Regions from separate parts of the Sus scrofa genome. Here region 2 is linked to region 1. The links are chromatin contacts, called in public Hi-C maps. All regions are on one chromosome and are shown on one strand. The core of a region is the stretch at or near the end of the contact, and the rest is flanking DNA. Distances in the headings are between cores, read along the strand shown.

Region 1 (3,433 bases), core at 894-3,393:
CTGTTTATTTTAAAGAACACACAAGCTTTGACCAGAATCAAATGTAAATGCATGCTCACATAAAACTGAAGTAAAAGCAAAACGAATAATTATTATTATAATAACTGGGCCTTTAAAACTGATGAAACTTCTGACCCTTATCCATTTAACTCTCCTAGAAAAAAATTTAAGAGAGGCACTAGAGGCAACCTACTTACAAACACTTGGACTTAAATGCCCGGCATACAGTTGCCAGTTGTGCCCACCCCGTTAATCTCCAGGCTGCTGGTGGTTTCACCATCCCGGACGGGGCCTGGAACTCTCAGCTTTCATGAGGACCCATGGCCAAGATCCTGCTACACAAGACCTAAAATGTGCTCAGTCCCATACACCTGGCACCCTGGAAACCACCCTATGCTCCGCTTCCAAAGCCTCCTACTCACACGTCCTGCTACACAAAATCAGAAAGCCTACCTCGGCAAAAAAGGAATTTGGAGGCTCATTTAAATCATCCATGCTACAGATGAGGCTAGGGTCACCCAGCTTAGGGAAAGGGTTGGGAGGACAGAAGAATGTGAACTTGTATCCTGGTTGTCATTTATAATCCATTTTCCCACAGCAATTTCTCACGTGATGAATAGACCCCATGGCACTATAGGTCTGCGTATCTATATTTCAGGGTGAACAGGCTCGGGAGGGGGCGGGGGTGCCCTGTGCCTGATCCTGCTTCGGAAATACAGTTAATAAGAGGAAATATATTACAAGTTCAAAACAACTTACAAATGAACTTTTGTAACTTGACAGGTTTCTAAATTAGAGATCCCATGTGTAATAATACCAACTCACTGGAAGGCAACAAACCAAAATACCTAACTTGATTTTATCTGCTCTTAGTTTGAAAAGAGGAAAATGACATCAAAACACACTCACATCAAAATGTAATTAAAACACCATTTTTAGAGAACATGCTGAATAAAGTTAATTCAATATTCTAGACCTTCAGAACTGAATTATCATGATATCAAAAACAATGATCCTTAAGTCCCACAATTAACCCCCTTATCAAACCTAACTACCAGCTCTCTAGAAAACTCAATTAATTAGAACACAAGCACATTCATTATGAAACTTGTACTCTATTAGAGTCCAATCAAATAAGTAAGTGCAATCCTTTATTCCAATGTCTTAAATTCTGGAATACACTCAGAAAAAAGTAATAAAAAGTTTTTAAAAATATATCGATCACCAGTCCATGGTACCTATCAACTAATATTTATTATTTGTTATGGGCTAGGCACTGTTCTATAGATCTCATTTTATCCGCACATAAACAATTAACACAATGCCCATTTTACCAAAGGAAAAACATAAGCAAGGAGACGTTAACTGATTTATTCAAGGTCATACAGCCTATCTCTTTACTATGCTTTGCAGCCACTATCAAACTGCTTCAATTATCTCTGACCCCTCTAAATTACAGTAGACTATACTGTATCGGATAGATTACATAAATAAGAAAGTAACCAACTGAAAAGCTGAATTATATTGGGTAAAAGCAAAATAAGATCCCACTGCCAGCAACAGAACACCATCTACTAGATATAGTCCTGCTTGTGTGTTGTTCTCATGTTTATTCAAACGTGTACATCCCATCCACGAGTAAAATCTCCCATGGCCGCCTCAAGTTTTCCTAGTCACGTTTTTTAGGAGGCACTCACTAAACTATCGAAATGGGGATTTTACGTAATCAGTATTTAGAAAGAATAATCCTCTCCCCTCGGATTTTGTTTAGAAAGTGTGTCCCTACCCTGTGATTGTGGTGAGTCACCTCCCTGCTCTCTAGATGCTGTTTAAAGTGCCTGGGAAAGGGAAAATCAGAGAGGCTGCCCTTGGCCCTGAGGAGGATGGACAGGCCTAGGAGGCAGGTTATTCATCTCCAAATAGTGAAGGCCAGCTAGCAAGTGTTTGGCCAAAACACAGATTGGCAGGATTCGAAGATGCTTAGTTGTATGGTAATGAAGCATGCTTCAGACCCAAAGTGCCCTGGACCAAAGGCAGAAGCTCTGTAAACAACCTTCTGGGAATGCAGTATTGTTGGCCCCAGTCCCTGCCCAAGCACAGCACAGGCTACAGGTCTCCGAGGAGAGTCACTCCTCTGGCCCTAGGCCAGCAGATCCTGCAGAGGGCGGTTCTCAAACTCCAGCATCAGAACCACCTGGAAGGCTGTTAACAGCAGACTGCTGAGCCCACCCACACTGATTCTGATTTAGTAGGTCTGGGGTGGGGCCAAGATTTTGCATTTCTAGCAAGTTCCCAGGAGATGCTGATGCTGCTGGCCCAGGGAATCACACTCTGAGAACTGCTGATTTAAGTTAATGATTATGGGACCCAATTCTCAAGGCCGCAGCTGCCAGCAAACAGCGCGTGGTGAAAGGTATTTTCCAATAGTACAGGTAAACGTGGAGTTCCCATCATGGCTCAGTGGTTAACAAACCCGAGCAGTATTCATGAGGACACGGGTTCGATCCCTGGCCATGCTCATTGGGTTAAGGATCCGGCATTGCCATGAGTTGTGGTTTAGCCCGGATCCCGCGTCACTGGCTGTGGTGTAGGCCAGTGGCTGTAGCTCTGACTCGACCCCCTAGCCTGGGAACCTCCAAACGCCGAGGGTGCAGCCCTAAAAAAAAAAAAAAAAAAAAAAAGACAAAGACAAAAATACAGGTAAACGTGCTAAAGATAAATGTGCTAGAGAGTGGAGAATCAACCAGCTAGTCTCAGCACTGCTTCTTCTCCTTCACAAGTAAACTAAGCCATTTCCCTGAGGTATAAGCTTGAGATAGCATATTATAGTGTCACCATACTTAAAGATAGCAAGCTCTGAGACAGAAGGAAAGGAGAGCATCTGCCCCTCTAACATAGCACTAGATCAAAAGAAGCCAGAAATTGAATTTGTTCTTATATTACCTCTCTTCTGACACTGAGCATGAATGTCTGGCAGAGGAAAAGAGGCCAGAAGATGGGAAGCATTAACAAAATGACTTTGTATTTGGAGACTAGAGTACCTTTCATCAGTGAAGTTCAAAGAACTAAACTTCATTACTTCTCTACAGATTCACCACAGCACTGTCACCTGGGCTGCTAATTCACCTCCACAGAGCACACCACTGAGCTAGTGGCACAATGACTGAAAATAACCAGAATAAAACAGAAAAGACTTATCACCCCCTAGCCAAATTCAGCAAATTTTTCAATGTTAAAGTGAACTTAAAAAGTTCATAAAAATTTACTAAAAGTACTCAAATAAAATGTTTGAACACATCACTCACCTCAACAAGCACTTCTCAGATCTGTGACCTAGGGTAAATTGCTTTACCTCTCTGTGCTGCTCAGTAAAATCAGTAAAGCGGGGGTCGAAAATGTCTCTCTCCACAGTTTTTTATGAGGATTAATGAAA
Region 2 (3,755 bases), core at 1,249-3,748, 160 kb before region 1:
CAACGTGAATGCTTCATTCAGAGAGCACTAAAATGTGTAGAATGTCCTAAAAGCATCACAGTGGCCAAGGGAATCCTTTGGAAGTCTTGGGGCCGAGGGCTGCTTTCAGCAGCAGCCTGCAAATTCTCAGGTCTATGCAAAACAGCGGGCGATGGGGTTCAGAAGATTCCCACCATGATCAAAGGAGGACGAGTTATTTCCCCTCAGCCTGCCCTGTCCACACAGGCTTTCTTAAAGGTGCTTCCATTCCCCACAGTTAATCTGTTTCTCTTCCTGCTTTCCTAATAAAATGTACTTAACGCTCAATCTATTCCTGCTCTAGCATCAATTATCCACTCTTAGATTAGTTCAAATAGTTTTTGGAGTTCCAGTTTGTGGAGCTCACAGGATAGGCGGCATCTCTGCAGGGTGGGGACTCAGGTTCAAACCCCTGCCCAGTGCAGTGGATCAAAGTATATAGGGTCACCATGGCTACAGCATAGGTCAAAAACTGCAGCTCAGATCTGATCCCTGATCTGGAAACTCCATATGCCATGGGGTGGCCGAAAAAGAAGAAAAAAAAAAAGTTTTGAAGTTGTTTGACTATTCTACACATGGCAAAGCCCACTCAGATATTTTTGGAAGCTCCTGGTGGGTCAGGGCCAAATCCATGCAGATCTCTAGTCTAGAGCCAACCTTGATGCCCGACAAAGCCAGATGCTTGGGAACTCAATACAGCGTTACAACACGTAACATTCATGAGCACATTCAAAGAAAGGGGGTTATCACCCATCTTTATGGACCAGGTAAGAGAGGCAAAGGCCCAGAGAATTTAAAAGCATCTGTCTAGAGTGTCATTAACTGCCTAACCTCTACAAAAATTGCCCCTAAGAAGTAGCTTGCAAATAGAAGACAAAAATTCCCACACAGATAATGGTTATTTTCATTTCATTACACAAATCGTTTTTTGAAAGGCTTCCCTGGGTGTCAAAATCGGAATTTATCTTCTTGAATATCAAGGATATCAGCAACCAGGTGATGACTGGAGCTGATGGGCAATGGGGAGGAGGTAAAGGAAACAACCCTTTTTTGGCTGCTACTAAAAATAAGAGCCAGAAGAACAAGTGGATGAGTTTTTACTTGCTCCTTTCCCATCGCACTCTAGGTCTCAGATTAATTGCCATTTCTTCAGGAAATCAAATCCTTTTCGACCCTCTGATTCCATTAATATCTCCTATTAATCACTCTCACAGAGACCTGGACTTTTCTTTCAGAGCCCTAGCTCTTGTTTCAGTGCAGTGATTTGTTTAATGACCTTATGTCTCACTGGACACAGGATCTAGACTATAGAGCAGAGGCCATGGCTCAGTGGGTCGCAGGGTCTAGACGGCAAACAGCAGATCAGATACACAGTATGCATGCAATTAATATTAGCTTGTTGAAAGAATGAGTTACAGGAAGAAAAGAAATAGTTTAAAGCAAATGAGCTCTAGCTTTATTTTATGGCATTAAAAAATAACTAATGTTCCCTGGTGGCCTAGCGGTTAAGGATTTGGTGTTGTCACTGCGGTGGCTCAGGTTCAATCCTTAGCCTGGGAACTTCCGCATGCCTCCGTCACAGTCAAAAAATAGTAACAGCTAATGTTAAAGTATCAGTATTGGTAGAGCGCTTTTAACTACAGACAAAAATCTATTGCAAAAAAAAAAAAAATACTTCACTCTTTTCCAGCCTGTTTTTTGTTTTGTTTTGTTTTGTTGGGATATTTGTTTGTTTGTTTTAATTTTATGGCTGCACTTGAGGCTTATGGAGGTTCCTGGGTTGGGGACTGAATTGGAGCTGCAGCTGCAGCAATGCTGGATCCTTTAACCCACTGCACTAGGCCGGGGATGGCACTAGGCCGGGGATGGAACCAGCATCTCTGCCCTGACCCATGCTGCTGTCAGGTTCTTAACACACTGCACCACAGCAGGAACTCCCAGCCTGGTCTCCTTTTATTAAAGATCCTAAGCATTACTTGAGGCACTGGAAACCCCAAGATGAAGACAATTTTTCCACAAAGGCTTCCTTGACCCTTTTATCTCCGGCGACCTCTCCTCAGCCCCCACCCCAGAGTGCATGACCCATTCCTTTGTGGTTACATTCTCCCACTGGGACCTTCCCTGCCTGAGGACGAATTACGCCTTTATTGACTTTGGAGATACATTAAGTTTGCTGACTAAATGACGAAATGAATCTCTGCCTTATTTGTAAGGAATTTCTGTTGAATGGAAGAAGACCTTAATAAAATGGCAACAATACACATTTTAAAATAGAGGGTGACCGCTAATGGGGGCCAGGAGGAAATGATACCCAGGGAAACGTGACAAAGCAGGATGACATGTGAGCTAGACCTGCACGGCTTTGCTAGATAGAGAAGGATATGAAACACATTCCAACTAGACAAAGGAACGAGAGCAAAGGCATGAAGAAGGGAGCCAGTGATCCAAGTGCTGGGAACCTTGAGTCACGTGGACAGCAGATGGTGCGCGTTGCCTCTGACAGCCCCAGTCCAACCACCCTGTACAGCGCACTGTGTGTGGGTGGCCAGGAGCTGGAAACCCCATTTCCCAGACTCCCTTACACCTGACCTCCTGGTTTGCCAAGGCGGTGCACCTGAACTCGGCTGAGGACTGGAGTCCACACCCCTGGGCTTTCAGGAGTGGTAACAGAAGTCTCAGTGTCCAGCCCCTGCTCTCGTGGAGATGGCAGGCAGGACCAGTGGTGCTTAGTTTGCGGGTAAGGAATATAGGAGAAGCAACTGTGGTCTCAGAGGCAAAACCTAATCGCGGCAGAGAGAACGGGTCCCTTGCTGAGCCAGTTCTAAGGTGACTGCTTCAGCTTGGACCTGTTCGGCAAGGTTTCCCAGTGATCTTTACACCCTGTGTTAAATCCCCCTCTGCCTACATTGCTGTCTGCCACTGAACCTGCCAGAGACAACCTGCTGACCCAGTGGGTGAGAAAGCAGAATTCCTAGGGGCAGCAGTGGGAATACGGCGGGAAAGTAAGTCAGGACCAGTTGAGAAGAACCTTGCCTGTCAAATCAAAGATGTTAGATTTTAGTCAGTCAGTAATGATTGGACATCAAAAGTTTTCATGTAAGATGGTGATCCTGTGTTTTAGAAACATTTTAGAGACAGAAAAACGCATTGAGAAAGTAGGCAAATTCTGTAAAACCAAGGTAAACCAATGTTGATTGAAGAAGGAATAAAGGTAAATAATCTGTGTTCCTTATTTTAGTGTTTTTTGCCCACGCCTGACCTTTGGCTGTATCCTAACACTGCCTGCCTCTCTTAAGTTCTTATCTATTCCAGGTAGGACACCAAGAGTCTGGGGGATAGGTTATAGTCACCTACTGACTCAGGTTAGCCTTTAATCTCACCGACCTCTCTCTTTCTTTTTCTTTTTTATGGTCACAACCATGGCATATGGAAGTTCCCAGGCTAGGGGTTGAATTGGTGCAGCAGCAGAGGCCTAGGCCACAGCCACAGCAACACTGGATCCATGCCCTATCTGCAACCTACACCACAGCTCATCCTTAACCCCTGAGTGAGGCCAAGGATCAAACCCACATTCTCATGGATACTATGTTGGATTCTTAACCTGTTGAGCCACAACAGGAACTCCACCAATCTCCCTTTTAATTTCATATTGTTGGACAATTTTAAATAAATATTTTAGTTCCTGACTACTTGCTACCTTGACAAACTGATTTTAAGAGTCGGGTTTGCATAAACTG

Evidence for each region. A called contact is a pair of places that touch in the nucleus more often than the background predicts.
Region 2: a contact with region 1 is called in a Hi-C map of liver, with 6 times the contacts expected there. The contact joins two enhancer-like sites. A contact is called at or near these places in 1 of 47 Hi-C or Micro-C datasets (liver) and 1 of 2 datasets of contacts at active chromatin or transcription factors (alveolar macrophages).

Annotation. Positions count from the first base shown.
Region 1 is chr1:25,747,736-25,751,168 of Sscrofa11.1, reverse strand. All of the region lies in intron 1 of NHSL1 (NHS-like protein 1), which reads right to left. Among named protein-coding and RNA genes, the nearest start is that of NHSL1, 86 kb to the right of the region's middle. Within about 2 kb of position 2,143, at least 10 of the 83 cell types and tissues checked have an H3K27ac peak or open chromatin away from gene starts, as enhancers often do. A contact at or near this core is called in liver, where this site is marked.
Region 2 is chr1:25,903,539-25,907,293 of Sscrofa11.1, reverse strand. All of the region lies in intron 1 of NHSL1 (NHS-like protein 1), which reads right to left. Among named protein-coding and RNA genes, the nearest start is that of HEBP2, 110 kb to the left of the region's middle. Within about 2 kb of position 2,498, at least 13 of the 83 cell types and tissues checked have an H3K27ac peak or open chromatin away from gene starts, as enhancers often do. A contact at or near this core is called in liver, where this site is marked.